2 separate regions of the Zea mays genome follow, and region 2 is linked to region 1. Evidence: chromatin contacts called from public Hi-C data. All regions are on one chromosome and are shown on one strand. Each heading gives the region's core, a stretch centred on a gene start, on an enhancer-like site or on the middle of the called end of the contact. The rest is flanking DNA. Distances are from core to core; before and after follow the strand shown.

Region 1 (7,660 bases), core at 1,408-3,907:
TGGAGAAATCACACTTGAGACACCAATGACTCAAGGAGTTTACTTAATTATATTTTATTTAACTTGAGTATAGGAATCGTCGTACTATCAAGGGGGATCCAAAAAGAAGGTTGGTGTTGGTACTAAAGCTCAAAATCCTTGATCTAAAACTTCCATTTTACCCTTGTTAATCCTTAGTGAAAGTATGTAGTACAACCTTTTTAAGTCTATCTTGGTCAAAATTGATTTTTGAAAAAACAGGTTCAACCGGTTTTAAAACAGGTTCAACCGGTTTTTGCACTGTTCACCTTTTTTCAAAATACTGGTTCAGCCGGACACTCAACCGGACACTCAACCGGTTTTTGTCTGGTGGAAACAGGTTCAACCGGTTTTAAAACAGGTTCAACCGGTTTTTGCACTGTTCACTTTTTTCTGCCAGTCTGCTGTGTCAGCCAAAAAGCTGTACGCAGCTTTTTGAAAACCGGTTCAACCGGTTTTGGGACCGGTTCAACCGGTTTTTGAGCAGAAAAGTCAAAAACGGCTAGTTTTGGAGCCCCACCTATATATACTCACTCCTACCTCTCTCCCCACAGGAGAGCACGCACAAAACTTCATTCCCAACCTGAGAAACACCTCCCACTCTCTCTCACACACCTCTTGCCTCTCCTATTTCAAATCTTTGGAGAGAAATCTTTGAGTGAGATTGAAGAGCTGCGATTTTGGTGCTTCATCTCTAAATCCTTCTTGCTCTTCTTCATTCGAGCTTTGGTACTACATCGAGTTCTTTGTGGATTCATTACTCTTGGAGCTTCTAGCTCCTAGACGACTAGGTGTCTCTTGTGAGTCTCCAAATCTTGTGGAAGACCACAAGAAAGTTTGTATTACCCGCTCGTTTGAGCAAAGATTAGTGTGTGGGCTTGACCTTTGTGGTCGGCAAAGGGAGGATTAGGGTTGAAAAAGACCCGGCTCTTTGTGGGCGCCTCAACGAGGAAGTAGGGCACCTTGGTGGTGTGACCGAACCTCGGGATAAATCTTGTGTCTCTTGTGTTCTTGTTCATTGTGCTTATTCGTGTTCTTCGTTCTCTCACCATTCCGTGAAAGATTTGTTTATATCTTTTTGGTGTGTGGATTTTGAGAAGTGCCCTTCTCAGATCTACTACTTTGAACCCTGTGGATCATTTAGAACATCTCATTTCCAAAGTTAACTGGGTGAATTTCGAGATCAATTCAGTTTTACCCAGTTTGCTTCTAGTTTTTGTTGAAAAAGTTTTAACTTGCCTATTCACCCCCCCCCCTCTAGGCAACTTTCATGGACGCAGCCGGTGCAGAGCTGGAGCGCCTCCTCCTCCGGCATCAGTTGCGTCACGACGACGTCCACGACCATGGGATCCTCAGCACCGGTACTGGCCCGTGCATCCACCATGTTGCGCGAGGGGGAGGGGGTAGTATTCTTGACAGCGCGGCGACAGGGGGCGCTGCACACAGCTCCCTCGATGTCCTCCTCCTCCTTGGTGGGCTCGGCGGCGGGACGCATCGAGTCATCGTCGTCGTACTCGACATCTGCACAGGACTTGGTGGTGAGCGACGCGGGAGCCCAGAATACCTCCTTCTGTGGTGGCGCTTGCTGCTGCGCGGCCTCTGCGTGCTTCTTCCTAGAGGACGGCCCGACTGCTCTATCCTTGTCGCCCTTCTTCTTCTTGAGGGACTCCTTCTTGAGGGATTCGAGCGCCATGAGCACGTTGCGGATGTCGAGCTTCACCTCCTCCGCCGCTCGTTCCCGCCTCCCCTCGCCCACCATGCTCCTCGATCGTCGCGGTGGGACCCCGGCGAGGCAAGGAGACCCGAGCAAACCCCGGATCTGCAGAGACGATGGGGGCAGTGGGTCTGGTGCGCAGAGAGTTGGCGGACGGGAGCGCTAAACGGGGTGTCGGGCGGGGCACGACATCCTACCTTGTTGGGGTGCGGCGACCTCTCCGCAGGCCAACCCGGCGGTTGTAGCGCGCGGGGACGAGGGGAGGGCTGGGGGAACGAGGTTCCGGGGGGCAGGGCAGGGATGACGCGACGAAGCTCGTGGAGGGGTACGAGGCAGGGTTTGGGGGAAGGGCAGAGATCTGGCGGCGGATGCGAAGGCGACTGTCACGGCGGTGGGGCGAGCAGGAGCATCGCGAGCGGAGGCGGGGGCACGAGGTGCAGGACAGGGTTTGGGGGAAGGGCAGGGATCTCGTGGCGGACGGAGGGCGCAGCGTCGCGAGGGCGGAGGAGGCGGGGGCAGAGGCACGAGCATCGCGGCGGCGGAGGCGAGGGCACGCGCGGGTATCGCGGGAGCGGGGCATGGGGAGGCGGAGGGAGCGCGACGGCAGAACCGTGCACTATAGTCGAATATGAACGCCTACGATACAAACATAAGGAGTAGTAAAGATAAAGATGTAGAGAGTTTTTTCCGATGACCCATGCCGCACTCACCAAAAATATCTGCGGGCCAGCGCGCGTGCACATTGGACAAGTGGACAACCGAGGTCACCGACTAGTGGGCCCCACACGTCAGCCCCTCGATCCGCTTCCCATCTGATGCTCGTGCTCCGCCGCGTCTCCTTCCTCCTCTCGTCGCCCTCCCCTCGCGCACCGCTCGCAAAACCTCTCCTGCTCCTACGCCCGCCCCAAACCCTAGCCCCGACAGCGCGGCAGCTCGTGGCTATGGCCGCGTCAGTCCCGTCGGCGGGTGGGGCGGGGACGATGAGCCGCGACGCGTTCCGCGCGGCCGTGACCAACACGCTGGAGCGCCGGCTCTTCTTCGTGCCCTCTTTCAAGATCTACGGCGGCGTCGCGGGGCTCTACGACTACGGACCCCCAGGTTGCGCTGTCAAAGCTAACGTCCTCGCATTCTGGCGCCAGGTACTGTACTACCTACTACTACACCCGCAGATGGATACTGAACTAGCTAGCTCTCTCAATACTTGGCACGTTCGAGGCAAAGGCGGCACATTTTTCAGTTTTGATTGATTCTGGATTGACGCGAAAGAGGGCAGCTACTGAAGTGCTGGGTGCTGGATTTTGATCTACTTGGCCTGGTCTCAAGTAGAAGGTTGACTGGGCCTTTGTTTGCGACAGTGTACCTTCGCTGTGCGGTGTTGGATTTGCACTTAGACATGTGGTGTGGTATGAATTGATTGATGAAATTGGGTACCTACCTTTTAGTGAAAGGGAAAGGCAGCTACTGGGTGCGCTAGCACCCAAAGGATGCTTGTTCTGCTGTGCTGATTGTATACCTTGGCAATTGCTCTGGTCATACTTCGTAAGCTTGATGACTAGGAGGCTACATTGGTTTCCTGGATTGTAGAAGATTAAGGTTCTCAGTTTCGCTATTTCAGGGGTCACATATTGAAAATTCTCAAGCTTATGCTCTATAAAATAATCAATTAAATCTAGTGGGTTGTGCTATTAGTAGGAATGGTGTGCTGCTTAGGATGCTCTCAAATGTCAATGCATATTGTGATTTTATTTGTCATATTTAGATTGCTGTCACTAAAGGAATGCACTATAAAATATTTAAGAGTAAACTTTACCAGCACTACATCTTTTCCAATAAAATTATCACAAACTGTGCCACCTCATAGACCTGCACATTTAAAGTCGATTGTACCATGAAACTACATATTCAAATCTATGTATCAGTGTCGTAAAATTGAATATTTGCTATCAAATATTATCACAAAACTGCATATTAACAGTTGATTGTATTTTGAAACCAGTACATGCCTCGGGCAGCTAAGTGCCTCTGCCCTAATCAGTGCCCCAGCCCCCGGGGCACAGAGTGCCAGTGTACCTAAATTCTTCATTAGTGCCCCAGGGCACAGGGGATTGGGGACTTAGCTCATTCTAGTTAGGGGCACCTCAGGACACCAGGAGCCTCTTTGATTCTTGCGGACAGGCTTTGGAACACCTGAACCCTGGGCAAAGTCATTCCAGTTGAGGGCGTCTCAGGGCACCAGGGGACTCGAGTATTAAGCCATCCTTGTGGTTTGGTTCCGTAAGTGTGGGAGTGCTTTGGGGCCCCAAGGGCCTTGGGACCCTTGGTCGCTCTTAACTGGACTTGGTGGTATACATGTCATTCTTTGCATTGCTTCGAGATCAAGTTGATCGGTGGGTTAAGCCCCTTCCTTGGCCGGAGCCAGGGTAGGCTCCATGGCATGAGGCCCCGGGAGCGGTGTTCCCGTTAGTTGGGGCCCCACGGTAACTTCCTTTAACGGGACTCTTGAATGCGTTTTGGCAGCATCCGGGGGTATATTGGATGCGCAGGAGTAACATATATTTCCTAAACTATGACATGGGACATGCGGCAAAGTATCCTTCATGTAATTTGTTAGCCAAATGTATATTGGATGCGCAGGAGTGAAAACCACCTTGCTTTGAAAAGATGAAATTTGTTGCCAGGAGTATTTTATTGCAGGTAGTAACAAAAACTTCTGTAAAAAACACTGCTTGCAATAAGATCAAACTATGTTTGCAACCGTAAGTTCTCAACTTCTTGAAAGTTACCAGTGCCTGCATGTATTAGCTATACTGTCTTCAGTGCATCATGAGAGTATACTATAGATCACTGCTTACTATCTACTCAACTCCTTTATTAGCATTTTGTATTGGAGGAAGGGATGCTTGAGGTTGACTGTCCATGTGTGACGCCAGAAGTTGTCTTGAAAGCCTCTGGACATGTTGATAAATTTACAGACTTAATGGTTAAAGATGAAAAGACAGGCAACTGCTACCGTGCGGATCATTTGCTGAAGGACTTCTGTAAGGATAAGCTTGAGAAAGATCACACATTGTCACCAGAGATGGCAGAAGAATACAATAGAGTTCTTGCTATCCTGGATGATCTCACTGCAGAACAATTGGGTGCTAAGATTAGGGAGTATAAGATTGTTGCTCCAGACACCAAGAACTCATTATCAGATCCATACCCTTTTAATCTCATGTTTCAAACTTCCATTGGACCATCAGGTTTGAGCCCAGGGTAAGACAATAACGGCTGAATAAATTTCAGTATATTTCCACTATGTTCATCCGGCTTAAGTGTATCTGCTTCCTTGGTTTTGCAGGTATATGAGGCCAGAGACAGCTCAGGGTATATTTGTGAACTTCAAAGACTTGTATTACTACAATGGCAATAAGCTGCCATTCGCTGCAGCCCAAATTGGTCAGGCCTTCAGGAATGAGGCATGACTTTGTTAACCTTCTGTTCATGACCTGTGTTTTTTATCAACATATTTCGTAGTATTTGGTTCCTCCTCTTATTAATATATTTTTCCATCATAAATGTGGCACATCAAAGGTTATCATTGCTTGTATCATTTGTTTGGTACACTTAAAGTCTTCTATTTACTAGGTGTCCAGATAGTATAAAGTGTCATTTAATAGCCTGTTTACTATTTAGGTAAACTGGAAATTAAAATGGGAATGGTCACATTAATTACCTTTATCTGTAAGCCTGTCACCATAAAGCCCTACTAAAATACTCTCTCGACTGAAGCAAATTTTTTTTGCTAGATATCTCCCCGTCAAGGCCTTTTGAGAGTCCGTGAGTTTACTTTAGCGGAAATTGAGCACTTTGTGGACCCAGAGGACAAATCCCATCCAAAGTTTGGTGATGTTTCTGATCTAGAGTTCTGGATGTTTCCGAGAGAGGATCAAATGGCAGGAAGGTCAGCCACAAGACTTAAACTCGGAAATTCTATATCTGAGGTATTATCTCCTGATATTTCTCTGTTATATATTTTTGACAATATGATATCTGAGCTCTTCTTTTGCTACTATTGATACCATTCTATAAACTTGTAATGCTGTTTCAATGTAATTTATGCTGCAACTGCAGGGAACTGTGAACAATGAGACCCTTGGCTACTTCATTGGAAGGGTCTACCTTTTCTTGACACAACTTGGGATTGACAAGGATCGTCTCCGTTTCCGTCAACACCTGCCAAATGAAATGGCTCATTATGCTGCTGATTGTTGGGATGCAGAGATTGAATGCTCCTATGGTTGGATTGAGTGTGTTGGAATTGCTGATAGGTCTGCCTATGACTTACGTGCCCACTCGGTATGTATAGTCCGTACACTCTAGGAATTGCCGGTTGCTTTGTTCATTATACACCAGTACTTTTGACTTGATACCTATACCTAATATTAAGGAGGCAAAATTTCTGCCACAATTTTTGGTCTGGTCTTCTCACATTCTTTTTATCTGTCTGTTTCTATGCTTGCTTGGTTTCCGAGTTACATTTGCTGCATTCCTTTTTTCCGTGGCATTCATTCCGTCCGCTGGTTGTTTTCATTTTTTGTTCAAAGACCATAGACACAAGAGAAATTCCGCCGTGTACTGGTGGCCTAACGCCAACGGCTCATGGGACCGTTGTCAAAACAAAAAAAGTTCATGGGAGAATAGAGTCAACAGTTCAAGGATTACTGCAAGTCTTCAAACTACATGCAACAAGCCCCCTGGTGCACACAGCAACCGCTGTATAAAGATATGGGATTCTATATCTGTGAAGTTTAGTTTCCTGGTAGTACAAAGCGGTGAATCAGTGCAATGACATGCACAAAGAAATTAAACTTATTTATATATTATTATTATTATATGTAATTCCATATCTAGGCACGCTGACATGGCCACCGAGCAAGCCCTGGGGCCTCCAATGGTGGTTGTCTAGCAGTAAAACTTCATCTAATAATGCCAATTCCTGTAGAAGAAAATTATGATATTCCGTATCCCCTTTTCTTATAAACAAAATAAAAAACAAATAACAGATGTAATATTATTTAAACTCTTATCCCTCCCTAGTACACAAATACTCCCACCACTAAAGAATCTAGATCAGTCGGTGGTGCAACTAATCAAACCATAAATAGAATTCTTGAGCAGATTTATCCAATCTAATAAAACGTATCTCCAAATGTACCAGCCCAATCATCGATGAGAGCTGTAATGTGAAAGATCGAGAGAGGTCTCTGTCATAATCATCAACAGGGAAGACCAATCATTAGCAGTTAACACGACTTTGTTGACTTGCCGACTTTAATTAGATATTAGAGTTACATATTTCTATAGATCCTCAAAGAAAGCCATAAAACTCGATATTTAACTACCAACACATGAATAGTATGAAAATAAAAGTTATGATACATTTACGAGTAAATATTTATGTGCCTTATAACAGGATAAAAAACCTATCAAGGTTGTATTTTGATTCCTTCCTTAATAGGACATTGTCATTTGAAAACAAAATCGACCTGTGGGGGTAAGATCGCCCCCACAATATTATATTAAAATAAAACCTTCTCAGGGCCAGACCTTAGACCTGTGTTTTGGCATGGGACAGACGAGGGAATTTTTTAACCACAACCTAAAAATTCGCTCCGATGGGAAGTCGAACCCATGATCTGAGGAGTGCTACTCAGACCACGTAACCAACTCAGCTTGAGGCACTTTCGCAGGAAATTGTCATATGATATAACTTATATTATGGATGTTGTGGTCATCATAATACAAATTATAGATTTCAAATTTTGTAGAAAGGGTAAAACATAATAGATGTATAACATTCACATCTTTGTTTCTCACTAACGTTTGATAGCTTTTTTTCAGTTGCAACACACGGGGTATATTTGCTAGTTATACAAAAAGCTG
Region 2 (6,849 bases), core at 1,363-3,862, 680 kb before region 1:
ATGATGCCGATGCAACCGTACGTACGTGATATATACCCTCCGATCCTCAGACGAGGAATTCATTTTGGTTGTACCCAATCATTGCAAAAGTCTATAGACTATGAGTATGTGGGAGACCAAATTACTCCACAGGGAGCTGTAGCCCTTACTAGTAGGTGAACAGTTAGTTAAACTAGAGATTTATTATATATATGTCATATCAGCATGATTTGCAGTCTTGATTTCTGTCACATATATATATGTGTAGCGGCCGGCATACCTGTCCTGGGGCAAAGATCCTAGCTCCTCAAATACATTAGCATATTTGACTGACCCTACAATCTTTAATTATCTTAACGTGCCCTAACACCACCTACACATGGGACCATATTACACACATAGATTATGTTTGGATAAGGAAATAGTTTACTCATGAACGACACTAGCTATATATACTGGAAGCTGATCCTCCCATAAGTGGGACAAAAATTGCGCGAATATTATATATGTAGCACTTGAATTGGAACTTGGAAGCATGCCGTTGCTGCGCGCGCCGTGTAGCCACAGAAGGATTTGATTCCTGCGTGCTTGGTCGCAATAACCAATAATACGTATAGTTATGTAATGCAAGTGCTTTAGGGATCATGCCTTTCGTCATCATCTCATCGTGTATGCGCACCCCACACCACACCGACCACCCCCACGCAAGGGGCAGGTGGATTAGCCTAGGCGCGCGCGTAGCCATCCATAACACTAGAGGCGGTCCAAAGGCATCCATTGGGCACGCATGCATGTATCCCTATGCGGGGTTTTTTTTTAAAAAAAAAAGTTGTTTTCCCTTTCAATTCAAATGCAAGAACGAACACGATGGATGATGAGCTAGCCCTACCCACCACCTGTGTATGTACATGTATCATGTATATATGTGTGCTTCCACGCTCCACGCCACCACTAACTATGAGATTGTGGACCATGCTAGCTGCTCTCCTATATATTTATCCTCCATATGCATGATCCTCTCCTCTCCTCTCCTCTCCTCTGACTGACGATGACATGACGCCGCTCCTATGCCTTGCGTAAGGATGATGGCTTGCTGATGCCCATGCCCCATAAAACGAGCTATGCATTAGAGATACCCAAACGGGCGGCCCGGCCCGGCACGGGCCCGTCAGGCCCGACGGTTAATCGGGCCGTGCCCGGCCGGCCTGGTGGTCGTGCCGGGCCGGCCCGTTTAACGGGTCACGTTCTCCCATTAATTCAAGGAAATAGCAAAAAAACTGCGTTTTTGTGAGGATTTGAACCCGCGATCTCACTCTATGAGGCTGAAACGCTTAACTGAAGGAAACTAACCAGTATAACTCGAGTGCGTTTGTTGTAAATAGCTAATATAAAATGTAAATATATATATACTATGTTTTATAAAATAAAAAATATATAATCGTGCCGGGCCGGGCCGGCACTGCGGGCCGAGACAGCGGCTCAAGCACGGTACGGTTCTCGTACCGGGCCAGGCCCGGCACTATTAAACGGGCCGTGCTTCGGGCCGGCCCGTTAGGCACGGCCCATTTGGCCATCTATACTATGCATGGCTAATATAATGACAACATTATGCATCGCCGGTGCTGTTGAGCATACGCTCGCTTGCTTAAATTAGCCGTAGATCACTAACAAATTCGACTTAACTACTGGTATCACTTGGAAATGGCAAGATATATGCAAATATAAATAGAAAAAAAGCCCCCCTGTCCCTCCCAATATTCAGATGAGATGATGATTTGTTCTATAGATAATGATGGGTACACCTGAGGCCTACAGGTAAAGCAAAGGCCTCAAAGAATATCACATATAGTGGCCTTCTTTAGTTTATTATTGCATGATTCTCTGTCGCCCTTTATTTTGGATAATTAGTATAACTAACTAAGATTACGATGATGCGTGATATATTGTGTTTTATTTCTTTATTTCTCTTTTTTTTAAAAAAAATTCAAGTTATTCCCTTCCCATGAAAGGCGAAAAGGGAAGTATCCAGTAGGAGCGGTTTTGACTAAATCTCCCTCTCTGGGTCCAATCCAAAGATGCATATTTTTTATCGAAACGGTAACGGTTGGGAACAACTACGTGTATATGCGCACAGCGCACTGCACACCCAGCCAATTTGAGACTTCGGAAGAACTTTTCATGGACTCGGCTTATGTTATACAACAATGTGAAAAAATACACTCAAAGTTTATTCGAATACATTTTCTTACATAATTAAAATGGTTAAGAGTTTTTTGTTTATAAAGGTTGCTCTAGTCCTGAAAAGGAGTGGCCCAGTACAAATGGCAAAGAAAGGAGCTCCGGTGCTATCTGGGTTTTTTTTTCTTTCTTTCAAAGGCCCCATCTCTTAGCCCAATGTGCGGCCCAGACCAAACACGAGGACGAAGCAGCCCGTGCCATGAGAAACGCTGCCTGCCATCTCGCCGTGGCTCGTGGCTCGCTGTCTGTTCGCCGAGACATTTGTCAATTTTGTTATTATGATTTATGGATTTCGTAGCATGCCATCGAATACATAAATTATAGATAGATATATTCTCATCATCAATCATAGACACGAGAGACATAATAACATATTACCAACATTGAGAATGGCACCATCGCAAATTTCTCCTGTTCGCCACAACGGCAAACACCGCTCCAGCCGCCTTCGCTGCTGCTCGTGTGTCTCGTGGAAGCTCCGCGGCTGGACCATGGACCCGGACCTGGACCTCGACCTAGACATGGATATGGAGACGCTCGCCGGCGACAGCGGCGGCGAGGCCGAGCGCAACGAAGCCGCCGAGGCCGAGGCTGAGGTGGAGCGGTACGAGGCCGCCGAAGCCGAGGCCGACATCCTCCGCGACCGATTCCGCCTCGCCGTCATCAGCATCGCCACCGCCGAAGGTATGGTAGCATCCTCTCGCGCCTCCCTTCGTTATTGGGAGTTGAAGAGCCCGGAAAAAAGTTCATCGTCTTGGCATGCGGCATCTGCGCAGGAAAGAAGGCCGGAATGACGGTCGCCGACCCCGTTGTTTCCTGCATCGCCGACTTGGCGTTCAAGAGCGCAGGTCCTTCACCCAGCACCCTATCCTTCTGTAACCAGTAACCGCTTGTGCACGTTATTTCTCTTTGATTGGTTGCAAAGTGCTATCCTATTCTGAACCTCTTACGAGTACAATTTATCTCCACCTGTGAGTTGCCAAGTTGACTGCTCCAATAAAATTGGTTTCTGTGGGAAATCAAGTGCTTGGAGTAGACAGGAACTAGTTTCAGTATTTTGCACAGTATGGTTCTTGAAACGAAGAAATGTGCTGAAAGACGAGCGATTCAGTTACATTAAGTTAGCACGCGTTTAGTAGAATATATGCTTGGTGCTGGAGAAAACACGAATGACCAATTATGGGTGCCTGCAACTTTTGATCTCCATCAGGCTTTGATTTGTAAAGGTTGTCATACTTGTGTTAGAGCTCATCATCCCATTTTTTTGTGGAGATAAACCGACAGGATAGTAATTCCTTATAACAATAGTCCACTGGGTTTTGATACTACAACCAAAGAGTTAGTAGTCAGTAGTCACATTCTTCTAAGTTTGTCTACATTCTTAGTCACATTCTTCTAAGTTTGTCTACATCCCAGCATGGCCTACGCGCATGCCCGTGGCAGCATGGCAGTTGCCTGTGCGCGCTTGCCCAACGTGGCGATGGCAAGAATGGCCAGTGTGAGCCCACAAAAGGGGGAAGGAAAGGGGATGAAGAAAAATGCTGCTTGCTCCCATCTATTTGAGGGATTGAGAAAAAAATTAGGAAAAGCTGGAAAGGGGATTGAGAAAGGAGATATGCTGAAGCTGTCTTTTTCATCTCATTCCCTTATATGATAGCTTTTAGGGAAAGGGGGTTGTTTTTCTCAACCTAGTAGAGTTGAAGTTCAGTGACGTCAAAACTTATCGAAGGTCGCCCCACATTATGTCTGCTAAGTGCAAGCTTCACAAATCATACATTCATACTGTTGGAGTGACCCAATATATCCTGGTAGAAAGCAACTGTTGAGCACATAGATCTTGTATCTTAGACCTCTTGCGGAGATTTTTTTTTTTTTTTTGCATTGCCACAAATTAGCGAGCGAATAACTATAGTGATTAGAGATTGTGAAGTAGATGCATTGTGCGTTAGTTGAAAAGCAACAATAGTCAAGCATGGCACTTACTGTACTAGCTAGTAGCTATTGTAAATTGCACGCTTCCAATCCTCTTTTGAGGGAGAGGGAGGGAGGGAGGCTTTGGATCTACATAGATTTGTGTCTGTGAGAACATTATGTATGAATGTTCCATTTGACATCTTCCGTGCAATGTCCAGAGCAGCTAGCAAAGGATGCAGAGTTGTTTGCACAGCATGCCGGTCGCAAATCCGTCAGGATGGATGATGTCATACTCACAGGTACTTGTTTCTGCTGATTCTGTAATATTTGGCTTCTTAGAATTTAGAAGTGCATCTTCTTACAAATTTTTTTTGAACTACTTGTACCTGTATGCTGTACTCTCTCTTTTCCTAGTATTATGGTTAGTTGATGGATGTGCAGAAAGACCTCACTCATTTTGGCCCTCACAAGAAATAAAACTTTCACAGTTTGACACTTTGATCTTTGGTGTGCAAGTCCAGCTCACAGGAACGAGCATCTTATGGGCCTGCTGCGGACCTTCTCTCAGGAGCTGAAGGGAAAGGAGCCTGCCAGTGAGAGGAAGAGAAAGAAATCGTCCAAGAAGGATGAGACGGTGATCGAGGTCTGATTTCAGATCTGTCCTCTTTTTTTTTAGAGAGGAAGGCATGCATTTTTATCTCGCGAGGTCCTCCCGGCTTGTACAGCTTCCTTGTGTCGATACTATCTTCCATGTCATTTCGCAGAACTTTTCTTCTACGAACCCTTTCATCCTAGTCAGTTTTTCTAGTCAGTTATTGATGGTACTTGAGTTGAGCTTGCTTTCTCAACTGCACATAGCATTAGTACTGAGTCCAGGAGCTGTCCCTGTTCATGTGGAGTTGTGGACAGGAAAGATGAGCTCGCGGGCAGCGTGTCTCTTCTCTCAGTCCGTCGATAAAAGTTACATTCAACAATTGGTCCTTTTCTAATACTCTTTTCATTCTAATTTATAATTGGGTTTACTTTTTTTATCCCAAGTTTAATCAGCTCGTCTTATTTGAAAAGTTTCATAATTTTTACTGTAGTATCGCTTAACATAACATAGTATCGCTTAACATAACATATTTTAATTGTGTCTTAGAATTTTTCATTTTTTTACATAAAATATAAGCCGGTTAAACTTGATAAAAATAGGTAAACGAATTATAAATTGAGACGAAAAAAAGTATATCTTGTATTACTATCGATGGGAACATTGTTTATATACACATGCAAATTCTACCTCATTAGCATCTTTATAGGAGCTAAGAGAACCTCAAGACGAGATTGACGAAGTCACCGTAGGCATCTCAAGGCATGTTTGGAAGTGTTTTACTTTTAAAATTTTTAGCTTCGCTATTTTAGTTTCACCATAAAACAACTCCAACAAATTGCTAAGGTGGGTTTGAGCAATGTTTGGCTTGCACATAGAGTTCAACTTCTATAATACAATTGATTCGTGTGAGTTTTCTTAATTACACTTGATTAGTGATCTGTTATGAGAGAACTGAAGCGATATATCATGGTGGGTAATTTTCGTGCAACTTCATAGAGAGATATGAAACAGTGTTTGTGAATCACCCTTTGAGAAGCTTCGTGAATGAGCTTGTGAAATTAGACCTGTTTGTATGAAAGAAGCTAGAACGAATCTAAAACTTTTGAAGTGAAGCCCTTCCAAACAGCCTATACTGAAAGCACAAAGCTGTTAAATCCTAAAATATTCGCTCTTGCAAGAAGTTGCATTCAAGATTTAAGGTGCTACGAGCCTCTTGTGTAACCACTATCCTACAAACTATTTCGTATTAGACTATATATTGGTAAACACGTTCAAGTGGTGATAATGTTGTTTGCATGAGGATTTCCATAATTTGAACACACTAGTTTTGTTGGTAGTAGTGAGAGAGACTTATGTAAGCCGATTGATTTAGCTAATTCATTCGAGCCCATATAGAGCCTCAATTTGACATCTATATTAACAACGAGCCGACTTTAAATGTCTATATAGAAAACAATAGTTCTAGATATCATTTTTAGGTCATGTTTGAATGTAATAAAGCTAATAATTAGTTGGCTAAGAAGTTACTAGTAAAATTAGCTAACTACTAAATAGTTGACTAACTATTAGCTGATTTTATAAAAATAGTTAATAGCTGAACTATTAGCTGAGATGTTTGGATGTTTGCAGCTAATTTTAGTAGCTAATTATTAACTCTAGTAAGAGCAACTCCAAAAGAATATTCAAAACATTTCCCAAAAACTAATTATGGGAGGCGTACTAAAACTGATTAGGGGTGGAATAAAATGTTTACTCCAGCAGTTTGCCCAAAATAAAAAACTAAAACAAAATTAGGCCAACTTTTAATGCATGTAGCTAGCCCACATGAAGTTTAGAATAAGGTGTAGAATTGACTTAGGAAAATTTCATATTTTCTTTATTTCACTTAACCAACTTCTTAAGTTTTTCCCTAATACTTGGCCACCTCTTCTTAACTTGGGCCCACAACAAATTGGTAGATTAGATGTTAATTACCTTCCCTTTTATTTTGGTTCTAAGTAACATATATACACACACACACACATATATATACCAAGCAAATTCCACACTAGATTTGTCGGCGTTTCGAGACAGGGGGTCCCTAAGCCGACGAGTGAGTGTGCTGCGTGCCCCAGCCCAGATGG

Evidence for each region. A called contact is a pair of places that touch in the nucleus more often than the background predicts.
Region 2: a Hi-C map of tassel shows a contact between it and region 1, with 7 times the contacts expected there. The contact joins the promoter of LOC100277645 here to the promoter of LOC113687172 in region 1. A contact is called at or near these places in 9 of 25 Hi-C or Micro-C datasets (bundle sheath, ear, endosperm and 3 more).

Annotation. Positions count from the first base shown.
Region 1 is chr2:65,074,486-65,082,145 of Zm-B73-REFERENCE-NAM-5.0, reverse strand. LOC113687172 (glycine--tRNA ligase, mitochondrial) reads left to right here and starts at 2,657. Exons shown (of 9, transcript NM_001367480.1): 1 at 2,657-2,871; 2 at 4,608-4,990; 3 at 5,076-5,193; 4 at 5,524-5,718; 5 at 5,849-6,073. The coding sequence starts at 2,674.
Region 2 is chr2:65,755,412-65,762,260 of Zm-B73-REFERENCE-NAM-5.0, reverse strand. LOC100277645 reads left to right here and starts at 2,612. Exons shown (of 4, transcript NM_001374032.1): 1 at 2,612-2,901; 2 at 2,994-3,065; 3 at 4,350-4,430; 4 at 4,653-5,084. The coding sequence starts at 2,709. The coding sequence ends at 4,780.